Regions from separate parts of the Sus scrofa genome. Here region 1 is linked to region 2. Evidence: chromatin contacts called from public HiChIP or PLAC-seq data. All regions are on one chromosome and are shown on one strand. The core of a region is the stretch at or near the end of the contact, and the rest is flanking DNA. Distances in the headings are between cores, read along the strand shown. Region 1 holds the start of ALCAM (CD166 antigen). Region 2 overlaps ALCAM (CD166 antigen).

Region 1 (3,192 bases), core at 487-2,986, 130 kb before region 2:
CTTTTTACAATTAAGGAAACTGAGGCTTAGAGGGGTTGAGTTCACCAAGATCATGCAGCTGGTAAATACCAAAGCTGAAATCTGACAGTCCGCCTTTTGCAGATCTAGTTTTAACAATTATGCTGTATTAACTCCCTCACCAAAGTAAAAGGGGTCAGATAGGCAGAATGGGGGTGTATGTGTCCAGATTAAATAGGTAGTTAAGATGATTTGTTGGAATACAAGCTACTCAGAGCAGCCGTTAAAAGAAAAACAATTCCCTAAAGGAATTCTACGGGATCCTATTGGAATGGTGGCAAGCCAGCCAAACTTAGCTCATGGAATACTGAATTAATAGGCATTTGCCTCATAGCATTAGCTTTCCTGTTGGTTTTTAAGAAGCAAATGAAATGTTAATGTGAAAACCAAGCGGGAGAAACTATTTCTTTTGAGAGGAAATGTATAAGAGCCCTACTCTAGAATCCTGTTAATGTAAGGAGGACGGGAGGACAAGGCTGGGAGGCTTTCGATAAAATCACAGTGGAAGGTGGAGCTTAATAGTGCCGAGCCTGAAAAGATAAAAGATTCAAAGATGTGTGTGTGTGTGTGTGTGTGTGCGCACACGCTTGCGCTTGTTTTATTTTTCTCGCCGCCAACTCCCCTCACTCTCATCTAGCTGGTGATTCGAAGCCTTCTGATGAAAGGCTGGAGACTAACCTCACACAGGGATGACCCTGTGATGCACGGAAGGCTATTTAATGCCCCTGCGAAGTGGTTCTGGGACCAAGATTTTATTATGATTCGTGGATGAGAGTTGTGATCCCACATCTCTGATTTAGAGCCACTTAGGGCTCCAACAGTTCCACCCCTGTATTCTAGAGGAAAATATTCCTTCATGCTCTCTGCCTGATCTGAAAGCAACGCAGCTTCTCTATGTTCCGCCTGGGAGGTGGTTCAATCTTTAGAAATGCGGCGAAGCCTGTCCATCTGCTGGGATGCCTGGCTTTCTGGAATGAACAAGGAGGAGCTTGGCTTTCAATCTGAGTAACTTGAAGATTTTCTGTTTGTAACTTAAAATCGCCGCTTAACTCAAAAGAGACACATGCTCTGGCTTTTGTAGACACTGGGAAAATCAGTGTGACAAAGTGTGATCTAGAAATTCCTGTTTTAATTTTCCTAGGGAAAGAGTAAATTTCTTTTTTCTTTCTTTCTTTTCTTTTCTTTCTTGTTTGTTTTTTCCCCTATTTGGTAGTAGGCAGTTGGCTCAAGTGCTCAGCCTGCCGAACAAGGTGTGTTCGAGAAGGGGATGTGGGGGGAGTAAGGGGAGGAATCAGCCTAGTAGCTCATTGTTCCTGTTAATTCCCAGGAGGCAAGTTCCCACCTTTGTCACCTCCAAACCCGTCCTTCCTTTTCTGCTCCCGCCCTAGGACCCAAAATGCTAATCCCTGGCGTGGTCTCTACTCCCCACCTCCCTGCCTTATCAACCCTCTTTACTGAAGGAGGCTGCAGTATCACGATGGAAAAGTCCCGGAGGAGTGAGCCAGTGCATAGGCGTCAGGGGGGGCAAGAAAAGGGCAATTTGACCCCCAGCGAAGCCGCTCTGGCAGTGTGAACTGAAAGTCCGTAGGTGACTAGGGCGATGGTAACGCCACCTGGAAGTGGCAGTCCAGGGGGCCCACCCCGGCGCGCGCTGCTCCAGGGTCTGTTCCCTATTGGCGGGGCGGGGCCAGGGGGCGGAGCCACTAGAAAGCCCGGCCCCACACGGCGGCTGGAAGACGCCACCGCGGACGCGCGCCTCCCGGGTGAAGTTCCAGAGCTAGACTCAGTTTCGGACTCGGTCTTGCAGCGCCTCTAGGCTGCAGATACCTGCGCTGGGCTCATCCTGGGAAGCCGGGAGAAGAGAGGAGATAGGAGGAGGCGGGAGGTGGGGGGGGAGGAGGAGAGCGGCAGCTTACACACGCCTTCCAGTCCCTCCACTCAGAGCAGCCCAGAAACCGCTGCTGGCGCCACTGCTATCTCTGCCACCGCCGCTGCCACCTGAGGAGACTGCCTGGATCTATCGCTCCCCTGTCGCAACACCCAACGATTCTTTTTTTGGCCCTGGGCTTTCTATGCACACTGCCACTACCATTATTATTATTATTCCGAGAGAAGGTAAATAACTGACCGTCTGAAAAGAACCGAGAACACCTATCCGAATTACTCAAGTGTCTCCCGGGAAGAGAGGGGTCGCTGGTTCCGGGAAGAGCAGGCGAAGGGGACAAGGGCGGGTGTTTAAGGGGAGCCAGGAGGAGTTGGGGCACTGCGTGGTGGAAAGTTGCGGGCGGCGGAGACCCGGAGGTGCAGCGCCACAACCCAGAGGGCGGTGTGTCTGGGAAAAGCCGCTGCCCCCAGCGTCCCGACCCGCGAGCTCGCGGGCAGCGCGGGGCCGGGAACGACGCCCCCTCCTGCGGTGCGGAGTCAGTCGGTGCTCCCAGAGAAGGAGGAGGAATATGGCATCGAAGGCGGCCCCCTCCTGCCGTCTGGTCTTCTGCCTCTTGATCTCAGCTGCTGCTCTTCGGCCAGGTAAGCAAGGGCCTCGGAGCAGCCCCAGGCCGAGCCGGGCCGGGGGGTCAGTTTCCCAGTTTCCCGGCCCCGGCCTTACAACCCTGGGGCGGTGCTCCCAGGCGCACGTGGGGGGCAGGTAGCTAAGGGAACAGCGGTGCAGGCACAGAGCTGGCCCTGATTTCCCTCACCTGTGCCACACGTTTGGGTTCAGTCGGTTGGCTTAAGTTCGGGCAGCTCCTGGGGGCACTAATTAAATCTCTGGGAAGTTTGGGTGCGGCTCGGGTCGGGGTTCCAGGGGTCCTCGGTCAGGCTTCGTTTGGCTCTCTCTTCCTCCTGCGGCTCCCTTCTGGGCAGCCAGCTCTTGCCCTCTGAACAGTACCTCCGTCTCAGGATATCAAAGTCCACGTCACTGAGCTCCGGGCAGTTTTCCTTTCGCTTAGCTCTCTGAGTCAACAATTCGCACTTTTTCGAGATAAATTCCCTGGTAACTTCCCCTGGGTAATAGGTGAAGGAATGGGAGGGGTAGAAGAGAAAGGGAGGACTTTAATCACTGCCTTTAGAAACCTCCTAAAGCTCCCATCATGGTTTGCCCCCTCCCCCGCCCCGCCCCGTCTTGTCTGGATGGGTGCTGAGGGTAGAGATGATGAGGGTATGGGTGGTGGCAGG
Region 2 (2,946 bases), core at 219-2,718:
ACCAAACTCACGTTACATCCAAAACCATTGATACTGAATTAGCAACCAAAACCAAAATTTGTTCAGTGTCATTACTAAAATATTCATTGGAAACACCAATAACAAACTAAATTATAAAGTGAAAATAAGAAATCTGACATATTCTCTTTTTTTAATGTTTTGCCAGTCTAGACCCAAAAGTAATATGGCTTCAAATCTCAGCTGAAAATTGACAGTATGCTTTTCTTATATTGGGAAATGTTAATCCTAGAATATTTAAGCCTTACTTTATGTTATACTAAATAAATGGAGGCCCAGGAAAGCAAGTTCTCAATGATTTCAAGGTAAATATGAGACAAGAACTCAGGTTCCTACACTCCTACACCAATGTTCTTTCAGCCATTAGTTATAATAAATTTTAATAGAATAAACTATATTGAATTTTTAATTCAATTAAAATATATTTAATTAATCATTAAATTATAATTAAATTTTAATAAAGATATATCATCATATACTACATAACATTCAATGGCAGACATTTTAAGAATGAAGAACTGAGTGGACAGGGCAATCCTTGATCCTGGGGGCTTGAGGTCATAATTTTGGAAATCATTTTCTAAAGTCAGGTCATTTAAGGCAAGCACACAAAAGCACCTCAATGGTGAATAGGAGAAAGGCCACTCACCATGCAGGTGCAGCTGAGTCAGATGGACTGACTTCCCAGCAGACCAGAGCACAAATTGCTCAATTACCCTTTTTGTGCATCAGGGAAGTAAAGACAAGAGCTCCAGAGGCTGCTATCTCCAGCTGCCAGGGCCTTCTGAAAGAGGTATTCGAAAGATATATAAGTAATATTTTCCACCCTCTCCCTTTATGGGAGGGACATTGTGCATCAGGTTAAAACTTAAATTTACTCTTAACTGAAGTTAGCCAGAAAGGTCTTTGGCAATCCTCTTTGGTCACAGTATCACTTGAGTTGGAATGTTTAAACAATAACAGCACAATGGCTTTGTGCTTAATATCAGAGCTTGGCATGAGGTCCTTGATCCACTCATCAGTGCTTGCAGAAACACTTCTGGAGTCCCATATGAATTCAGAAACTGCTCTAAAAGAGAAAAATTAACGGTGACTAAAAAGTACAATATTGTAGGACTCTTTTACATTTCATTTTTGTGCTTTATTCATCAAAGCTCTAATTGGTAAACACAAAGCCATTAAAAAAAAAAAAAAAAAAGGCAGCAAGATTTCAAGACTATCTACATTCCAGCACTTTGGGCTTTTCTCTTTCTGTATTTTGTAGCATTTACTGAAAAGGGCTTGAATGTGTTAAAACCAAAATGCACGTAACATTAACAATTTGTGTTTCGAAATCCAGGCACCTAACGCCACCAGAGTTAATATTTGCTTTGGACTGTTCTGCTTATTTAGTCTCAAGCCTTTTCCAAAGAGCTAACACAAAAAGACAGCTTTCCTATTGCCCAGTGAGTGTGTGATTTCACACATAGTGTATGATGTGCTTCTACAAAGACCAAGTATTAGCTGTTCTTCACATGAGCAGTGTACTCAGCTAGATTGTGAAATGTGAACTTTGTAATTGCAGGATGCATCACACTTACTGAAGCTCATGTAGCTTCCACTTTGGAAATGGCTCCTTTTCATCCTGCTTTCCCTTCATTCCCCGCCCTATTTCATTTGCTACGATTACATGACCTTCTAAACATTTCGACTTTCTAACAAGGTTACCTTCCCCTTGTCCCTTCTCCAGCTGATCATCCTCCATGCTCAAGATAACTCTCAACAGCAAAAATCTGACCTCTGCCATCCTTAAAATATGCCAAAAGCCCCTTTTATTGTTGTTGTTGTTGTTTTTCTTCACTTGAAGAAATCCTTGTCTGCGAAGGTCAATACGAATGTCCTTTTAGGGTAGAGTGTTCTCCTGTCTATCACTGGTCTCTCTTCTGCTCCTGCAACATTTGGCATATAATCACTTTAATTCCACTAAATAAAAAACATTTTTGAGCTTTATTGAGATATTATTGACAGATAAAAATTGTGTATATTTAAGATATGCAATGTGATGTTTTGATATACATATGTATTGTGAAGTGATTACCACATTCAAGCTAATAAGCACATCTATCACCTCACATAGTTTCCCTTTATGTGGGTGCCATGGTGGCTGGGAGGGAGAGCCTTGAGATCTACTCCCTGAGCAAATTTCAGGATATAATACATTATTATTAATTATAATCACCAGTAAAGGTCTCCAGAACTTTGTCATCTTAAAACTGAAAGTCTGTACCCTTTGACTAGTATCTCCCCATTTTGCCTTTTCCCCAAACTCTAGCAACTACCATTCTGTTTCTCTGTTTCTACGAGTTGGCCTTTTTAAAAAATATATTTCACATATAAGTGAGGTTATGCGGTATGTGTCTTTCTGTGTCTGACTTATTTCAGTCAGTGTAATGTCTAGGTTCATCCGTCTTGTCATATATGGCAGGATTTCCTTCTTTCCTTTTTTTTAAGCCTGAATAACATACCTTTATGTTTGCATGTTTGTGCGTATGTCATATTTTCTTTATTGACAGACATTTAAGTTGTTTGCATATCTTGACTATGTGAATAACACTGCAAGGCCCATGAGAGTGCAATATCACTTAGATATAGTGATTTTGTTTCCAAGTGGGATTGCTTGGTCATATGGTAGTTCTGTTTTTATCTGTATTGTACCATAATGGCGGTACCAATTTACATTCCTTCCAACGGTGTTCAAGGATTCGCTTTTCTCCACATCCTTGCCAATACCTACCTTTTGATTTTTTAGTAATAGCCAGGTTTTGATTTGTATTTTACTAATGATTAATGGCCATAATAGCTAACATTTATTGAGCACATATTCTATGAAAAGCACTCTTTTAAGCAGCTTACACAAATTAATTAATTTAATAATCATAATAACCCTTG

The links. HiChIP or PLAC-seq counts read pairs in DNA pulled down with a chosen protein or histone mark.
Region 1: an H3K27ac HiChIP or PLAC-seq map of alveolar macrophages shows a contact between it and region 2. The contact joins the promoter of ALCAM here to the enhancer-like site in region 2. A contact is called at or near these places in 1 of 5 promoter capture datasets (liver), 8 of 47 Hi-C or Micro-C datasets (fetal heart ventricle, fetal liver, liver and 2 more) and 1 of 2 datasets of contacts at active chromatin or transcription factors (alveolar macrophages).

Annotation. Positions count from the first base shown.
Region 1 is chr13:153,996,785-153,999,976 of Sscrofa11.1, reverse strand. It overlaps ALCAM (CD166 antigen), which reads left to right and starts at 1,736. Exons shown (of 15, transcript XM_013982482.2): 1 at 1,736-2,544. The coding sequence starts at 2,472.
Region 2 is chr13:153,869,938-153,872,883 of Sscrofa11.1, reverse strand. All of the region lies in intron 1 of ALCAM (CD166 antigen), which reads left to right. Among named protein-coding and RNA genes, the nearest start is that of ALCAM, 130 kb to the left of the region's middle. Within about 2 kb of position 1,468, at least 10 of the 83 cell types and tissues checked have an H3K27ac peak or open chromatin away from gene starts, as enhancers often do. A contact at or near this core is called in alveolar macrophages, fetal liver and liver, where this site is marked.